Linked DNA regions of Mus musculus: region 2 is linked to region 1. Evidence: chromatin contacts called from public HiChIP or PLAC-seq data. All regions are on one chromosome and are shown on one strand. The core of a region is the stretch at or near the end of the contact, and the rest is flanking DNA. Distances in the headings are between cores, read along the strand shown.

The links. HiChIP or PLAC-seq counts read pairs in DNA pulled down with a chosen protein or histone mark.
Region 2: an H3K27ac HiChIP or PLAC-seq map of embryonic fibroblasts shows a contact between it and region 1, with 5 times the contacts expected there. The contact joins two enhancer-like sites. A contact is called at or near these places in 4 of 484 Hi-C or Micro-C datasets (bone marrow-derived macrophages, cerebellum, cerebral cortex and 1 more) and 6 of 115 datasets of contacts at active chromatin or transcription factors (T-cell acute lymphoblastic leukemia, craniofacial prominence, embryonic fibroblasts and 3 more).

What each region holds. Positions count from the first base shown.
Region 1 is chr5:148,893,553-148,896,838 of GRCm38.p6, forward strand. It overlaps Katnal1 (katanin p60 subunit A-like 1), which reads right to left. Exons shown (of 11, transcript NM_153572.2): 5 at 597-724; 6 at 131-236. Among named protein-coding and RNA genes, the nearest start is that of Katnal1, 33 kb to the right of the region's middle. Within about 2 kb of position 1,714, at least 53 of the 459 cell types and tissues checked have an H3K27ac peak or open chromatin away from gene starts, as enhancers often do. A contact at or near this core is called in embryonic fibroblasts and kidney, where this site is marked.
Region 2 is chr5:149,313,171-149,316,456 of GRCm38.p6, forward strand. No RefSeq gene overlaps it. Among named protein-coding and RNA genes, the nearest start is that of Gm35620, 7.8 kb to the right of the region's middle. Within about 2 kb of position 1,576, at least 74 of the 459 cell types and tissues checked have an H3K27ac peak or open chromatin away from gene starts, as enhancers often do. A contact at or near this core is called in embryonic fibroblasts and kidney, where this site is marked.

The DNA.
Region 1 (3,286 bases), core at 464-2,963:
TCCCAGCCAGGTGTGAAGGTGAATGTGAGCTGCCCGGTCGCCCGACTGTTGGTGCCAGCACACAGGTCCACAGCAGTGTTGCCCTTGGTTACCCAAGCATCCCCACTCCAAGACTGCCAGACATGCTCACCTTCCATGGCCTTCTAATCCCTTTGAAAAAGTCAGGCATCCACATGGGCAGGACAACAGCTTCCCGGAGCAACTTCTTAGCCTCCTCCAGGTCTGCTATGTCATCCCTTTGGAAGAACAGTTGCACACTTATTCAAGCCACACCTCTGACTTAAGGCCAGGTTATTACTTTAAATTTGCTTACTTACAAAACTGTTCTTATAGTAAGACTGTATTGTGATCCTTACTATATGAAAATGATCAGCGAGAACATCCTGGAGTTATTAATTAGAACACATTATGCAGCGAGCAAACTCTATCAGTGTGTCGACAGCAAGTTAACATAGAAAGCATCCTTGGTTGGACGCTGACAGGATGGGTATTACAGACAAAGGCGTCATCAGGAGACCAGGGAGGAGAGGAGACCCACAGCAACCCACCCTTAGGATGAGTTTCCTTCTCTACCACAACTCAAGACGCTCACTCACCAGTGAATGCTAGGGTTCCTGGACACAATGTCCCTCTCCAGGGCTTCCACCAGATCCTTATCATACCCGGCGCCATCAAACTTGGGAATCTCGCTGTCACTTGCACCATCTTGCACATTTTTCCTTGCCTGGAGGTGTGAGTAAGAGAAGTTATGGCCAGTGACAACATAACATATCATAACTGATATCATCAAGCTTTCGATATATAATGTGTGCCCATGTGCATGTGTGCGTGTATATATACGAATGTGTGCATGTGGGTCCACATGTCTATGGGGCTGGGATGAAACCCAGAGCCTGTATGTGTATGCTGGGCAAGCACCTTAGTCCTGAGCTACATTCCTGTCCAGAGGAACCGCTTTAAAAGACTATTTTCTTGCTATTTAAAATGCTATCTTCTGATTGCCTAGATGCCATCCCACCCTATTTAACTCAGCAGACCTGTCTCAACTGGACAGGCTTTGTAATCCTCCTCCCAGCTACACTCCTTGGCGGACAGTCCCAGGTAAGAGTTCACTAGCCTGCCTCTGACTCCCTGGATGCAAAGCATCTGCACCTCTGCTAGAGAACAGACTGCTGATGTGCAAGGCGAACGTCAGGTACTGAGCACTGCCTGGCCTTATGACAGAACAGCTCACACGGTGCTCATTTAATGTAACACCCAACCCTGCGACTGCTTTTCCTTTCTTTGTGGATAAGGAAAACAGGGAAAGCCAACTAACTAAGGGCTTCTCTGCTTTTCTGCTACAGAGCCCTGGCTGTCCTAGACTCGCTTTGCACACCAGGCTGGCCTCAAACTCAGAGAGGCCCACCTGCTTCTGCCGCATGCGCCACCACGCCTGGTACTTCTCAGCCTTTTGACTAAAATTAAATGTAAATGCTAAGTCCGGCTCCATTTACCAGTAAACGTTGGGACAGAACATGTAGCTCAGGCCTTCCTGCCTCCTCAAGCAGCCCCTTTCCTCGGTTCTCCAGTTTCACAGCTGACTGAGCTGCTTAAAGAGCACAGTGAATGGCCAAGCTGACAGATCCCCCAAAGCAGCCAGTACAAAGGCTACAGGCGAGATGGACCTGGGACTTTCCTGCACTTACAAGCTTTCCCCAGCTACTGAGTCACCACACAGGACTCAATGGTCTCCTTCAGGACAGCTCTTGGGGCCCTATCACAGAGTTACTCAGCATGGCCCCAAGCAAGTGCAGTCATAACATCCAGCCCCAACCCCCACCCCAGCTCTCCCGCCTCCTTCTGCTCAGGACCTTTCAGACCCACTGCTTAGAGGACCCTTTTCAACCACAGAATCAAGAGCTAAAGAAAAGTTTAGTCTGTCCTAAGTCCTTTTGCTAATATTGTGGCTTTAAGAAAAAAAAAATTCTAGGCTCCTATTCTATGAGCTGCAGGACTCTGCAAGCGTCCTGCAGTGCTGAGGTGGTGAATGTGACGATGCTCTGATTTCTCAGGGATTCCAACCACAAGATCAGCTTTAATGTGTAGAGCCACACCCCTTCAAGAGCATCAGCCCCTTTCTGTCTGATAGAAAAATGAAGGGCAAGGGGTCCAGTGAGGAGACAACAGACCATGATAGACTTCTCCAGTTTCACTTCTGAGGTAAACAAAGAAGCAGTCAGTACCAGAAGAGAACCAAATGGCTCCTGTGGCAAATGTCCTGATCATCTGAGCCTCCGAGCAAATGGCCAAACAGTGTGTTGGTGACCTCATCTTGAGGACCTGCTCACTTGGGCAGACTAGTGCTAGGGCTAGGTCAAGTGCTTAGTAATATCCTTGTAGCAAAAGTGGCAGGTATTAAAACTGACTCTATTAAAACAAGCTCCTAGCATAACAACACAACAAACAATACCAACCAACTTAAAACAAGTTCTGTCTCGGATCACATTTTACGACGTGGCTAGGCCATGGCTATGAGTCACTCGCAAGTCAAACCCTGGGAACACTATGACCATTCTCCAGTATGCTCGAAACGAGGTAGTGAGAGCATCAACAGGGGCCGACTTTGTGATTTCAGATTTGCCACATGGAAAGTGAAGTTCAAATCTCACTTTCACACAAATGCCCTCAGAACAGGGAGGCGAGGCTGGCTCGATACACACCAAGAGGAAGGAAAAGCCCCATCTCTGACTCAAAGAAATGGGAATCGTGGGACTGTCCAAAGGCAGATGTGAGCAGGTATCAGACAGCTCATCGGATTGCTAGCACGGTTTCCAGGCAGGGTGAGGATGCACTGTGGCCCTCTCTAAGCACCTATCCAGCCCCCCGTGGGAAAGCCGAGCTGTTGACGTGACTGAGGACAGGATGGAGAAACGGGCAGCATCCGATCTGACCTGCACTTCAGACAACCCTGGTGGCTACTGCTGGAAAGGATGATGGGAAGGAGGAGGAATCTAACAAGTAAAACCCTTTCCTGCACAGAGAAGTCGGTGCGAGCCTCTGAACGACCTGGCCAGTCAAAGCAAGATGGTGAAGGGAGAACTCTGAGGCTACAGCAGAATCACCGTGAAAGTGGGCGAGTAGTGTCATTATCACAAACATAAAATAGGGCGGGGAGAGCTGATACATACGCCGTGTGCCTGAGCAGAAGTAGTCCATTAGCTGCACTACTTTAATAAACAGACAGCTTTCAAGCAATGAAGCTGACATCTGGGACATGGGGTCTTCTACAGAACACTAGACTGGA
Region 2 (3,286 bases), core at 326-2,825, 420 kb after region 1:
GCTGAGACGCTTCTCTGGTTTCGCAGGGAGAAATTCCTGCGGAAGCTGTTTTCCCAAAAGCCTCGACATTTCAAATGCATTCCTATTTTATCTGGTTACTTCTCTGGGAAGCCACACTCCGGGCTAACGAATGGGAAGAGATGGAGAGATATCACCAGGTTGGTTTTCGTTTCTGTTCCTTGCAGAAGGAACAGAGCGTCTCACAACTGAGCGTCTAAGCAAAGTCTTCTCTGTGGCAAGCAAGTTCCCAGCATGCCCTGCGGGCCAGTCTTCAGCGCCTGCCTGGCACAGCCCCATGATTCTTTTGCATACTTTTGTGCCTTCTTCAACATCCTTGGAACACCCGTGTTTCACACCTGCAGATCACAGCCAAAAGAGGCTTCTCATTTAGACAGCAATAGGCACCCTCTTTTCGCCGCAGGGCAAGGTCTCACTAGACTAGTCTGGAGTTTGCCCTCCTTCTTTGTTCCCCAACCCCCAACCCTAACCTCCAAATCCTTTCTCAGGGCTGGAGGTACAGGTGTGCGCCGTCACATCTGACAGTTTCCTGGTTTTTAAAACATCAAGTGCATTTGCTCTGTATCACTCTTTTTCCACTCTTTTTGCTCAAGAAATTTTTATGTGATTCTTGGCACACAGGTAATATAAATGTGTATACACAACAAACATTTATGGATACTTCACAGTGAAACTTATCTTGAAAAGAATTCTTTGGTAGATGTATAATTTTACAAATCGTTAAAGACAAAGTAAATCCACGCGATAATGAGATGGGCGCGCTTCTTTATTTTGACCTAGAGAGTGAAATCTTGGCGGAGCGTTTGGGGCTGCAGGGCGTGGGAGCATCTTCAACATTTTGATTTTTGTGATTGGTAATGCCGAGGATGACATTCTGCACAAATATGCGGTCCAAAATGGCAGATATGTGTTTAGGGCCATTGCTGACATTGTTGGAAATGCTGTCCTCACCTCAAGCCAAGATTCATTCACAGTCATTTATGAGACTCAAGCCAGCAACTCAAACGGCAATTTTAAAATTCCAACTCGACACCATCCAAGGATATGCTAATTTTATATTTACACACAGAGGAATGACAGAGGAAAAGGCTAAAGTCTTTGCTTTCTGTAGTTAAACTGTCAAGTGTCTGTAAGGCTAGAAAGCATCCTGTGTACAACAAAAATATAAAGATCCATAATATCCAATAGTCTTGAGCTGAGGTGTTTGGGGCAGGCCCATTGACATGTGTGACGTCACGATGGCATGCATGTTGCGAGGTGCTCATGCTGTGTGTTCAGGATGAAAGTGCAGTGAAGTTTCTAGAACCCACAGAGGCTCAGGCTGTTGGAAACGCCTGTGATTTATCACGTTTGATTTCGAATTAATTTCTGGTGTTCAGAAACCTTTTACCATTGCCGAAAGGTTCACTGCCTCCATATTTAGTTACCATGGGGGACCACGTTTTGAGAAACAGGGCTGGAATTTGTGCACCATAGCGACACAGACACAATAATAAGGACGGCAGCAGGAGTGGAGGGAGAGCGACCCGTGTGAGAAGCAAGTGAGCAACAGCGGCTCTGTCATGAGTGATGTTTGAATCCAGCTGTTTGAATCCAGATGTTAGCCTCTATGCACGGGAGACAGCACATGCCAGCCAGGGTTGGGATGGGTGACAAATCACACTGTCTTCTGCCTCTGGAAAATGGATGTAACAGCTTAGCCCTTTTGCTAGTTTTTGCTCTGTGAAGATTCTAATGTTAGCTTGCGATATGATTCACATAGAAGGGGAGGGTGAGACAGAATTCCTTTCATTTTTCCCTCCATGGTTCCTGGAACCTTCAAGAAAACAAACCAAGATAGCTTGGATTTAAAAGGAGAGGACAATAGTGCCTGTTCAAAGGTAGACACATCTGTGAGTCCAGGGGCAATACCTGTAACCCCAGAGGAGAAGGATCATGGGGTCAAGCCTGAGCTACATTGTGAGCTTTAGGCTAGCCTGAGCTGTGAGAACCTGTCTCAAAGCCAAGCCAAGGCAAACAAACAGGGAATAGAAAAGAAGATAAAGCAAAACCTTGACTTAGTTCTGCTGCTGTGACCTCAGCAACTCTTAGCTGGGGACTCACTTAGAGTCCCCAGAGGTTCCATCCAATCTCATGCAGGAATCATGGTGGCAGGCAGTCAGGGAGGCATGTTGCTGGACCAGTAGCTGAGAGCTTTATAACTTAATCCAAGACAGGAGGCAGAGAAGGGGGGTGGCTCCTGAAACCTCAAAGCCAATCCCCTAGTGACACACCTCCTTCCACAAGACCACACCTCCTGATCCTTCCCAAACAGTTCCACCAACTGAGGTTTAAGCATGCAGCTATGTGAGCATGTGAGATCCATTCTCATTCATAGCATGTGAGAACCACATGTCTAAGCCCAAACTGAACAGGCTTCTGAGCAGACAACAGACTGCTTTCCATCAGCTTCTTCAGAGTGACAGGAACTACCCATGGCCAGTGCTTTTTAAGGGATCTTGGAAAAAACACGTAGACTTCCTTCAAAGGTGGAAGCAGAAAGGCCGCCTGGGCTCCATTTTGTAAATCCTATTGTGAATGAGATCTTATGTTTCACAGTAAAACAATGGTCTGGAGCTTGGATGCACATCTTCTTTTGGACTCAGTGGACTAAAAGGCAAAGGTTAGTTTCTGTGACTCTAATGATCATTACTGTTTACGGACTCACCATGTTTTATAGTTAGACTACTTTCCACAATGAAGGAAAGAGGCCAACTTGGGTTTCCAGAGATCTTGTCCCTCTTGGTGGTTAGGAGGCAAAGCACACCGGATAATAGGACCTGAGTCTCAACAGCAGTGGCCCTTGGTGAGCACACGCTAGTGTCTGCACCTTAATCTAGCTGAGTGATGCTGTCATTTGTGAATTTATTGCAATAAAGTGATTGTATTTAAAATGTGTCCCTAGCATTTTACAGATAGATATTCACATATTTGAAATTCAAATGTTTCTGTATATTTTTATTTATTAAAGTGGCCATCCTAGTTCTGGTTGGGAGGAGTGAGAAGCATTTCCAGCATCAGCCGCTGCTTAAATCACTGGTCTTCCATCTTTGTCCCTTGTCTGCTTTTATAATTCTCCTATGTGACTGGGACTGCCAGCATATAGAAAGAGGATATTGTCACTGACATGAGCCATCTTCTGGATTTATCTACTTCATCAGAATCTTGGTTAGACTCCATCAACACTATTTAGAACATCCTGTCCTTTCTGTGTTTTGTAGTAGAAATT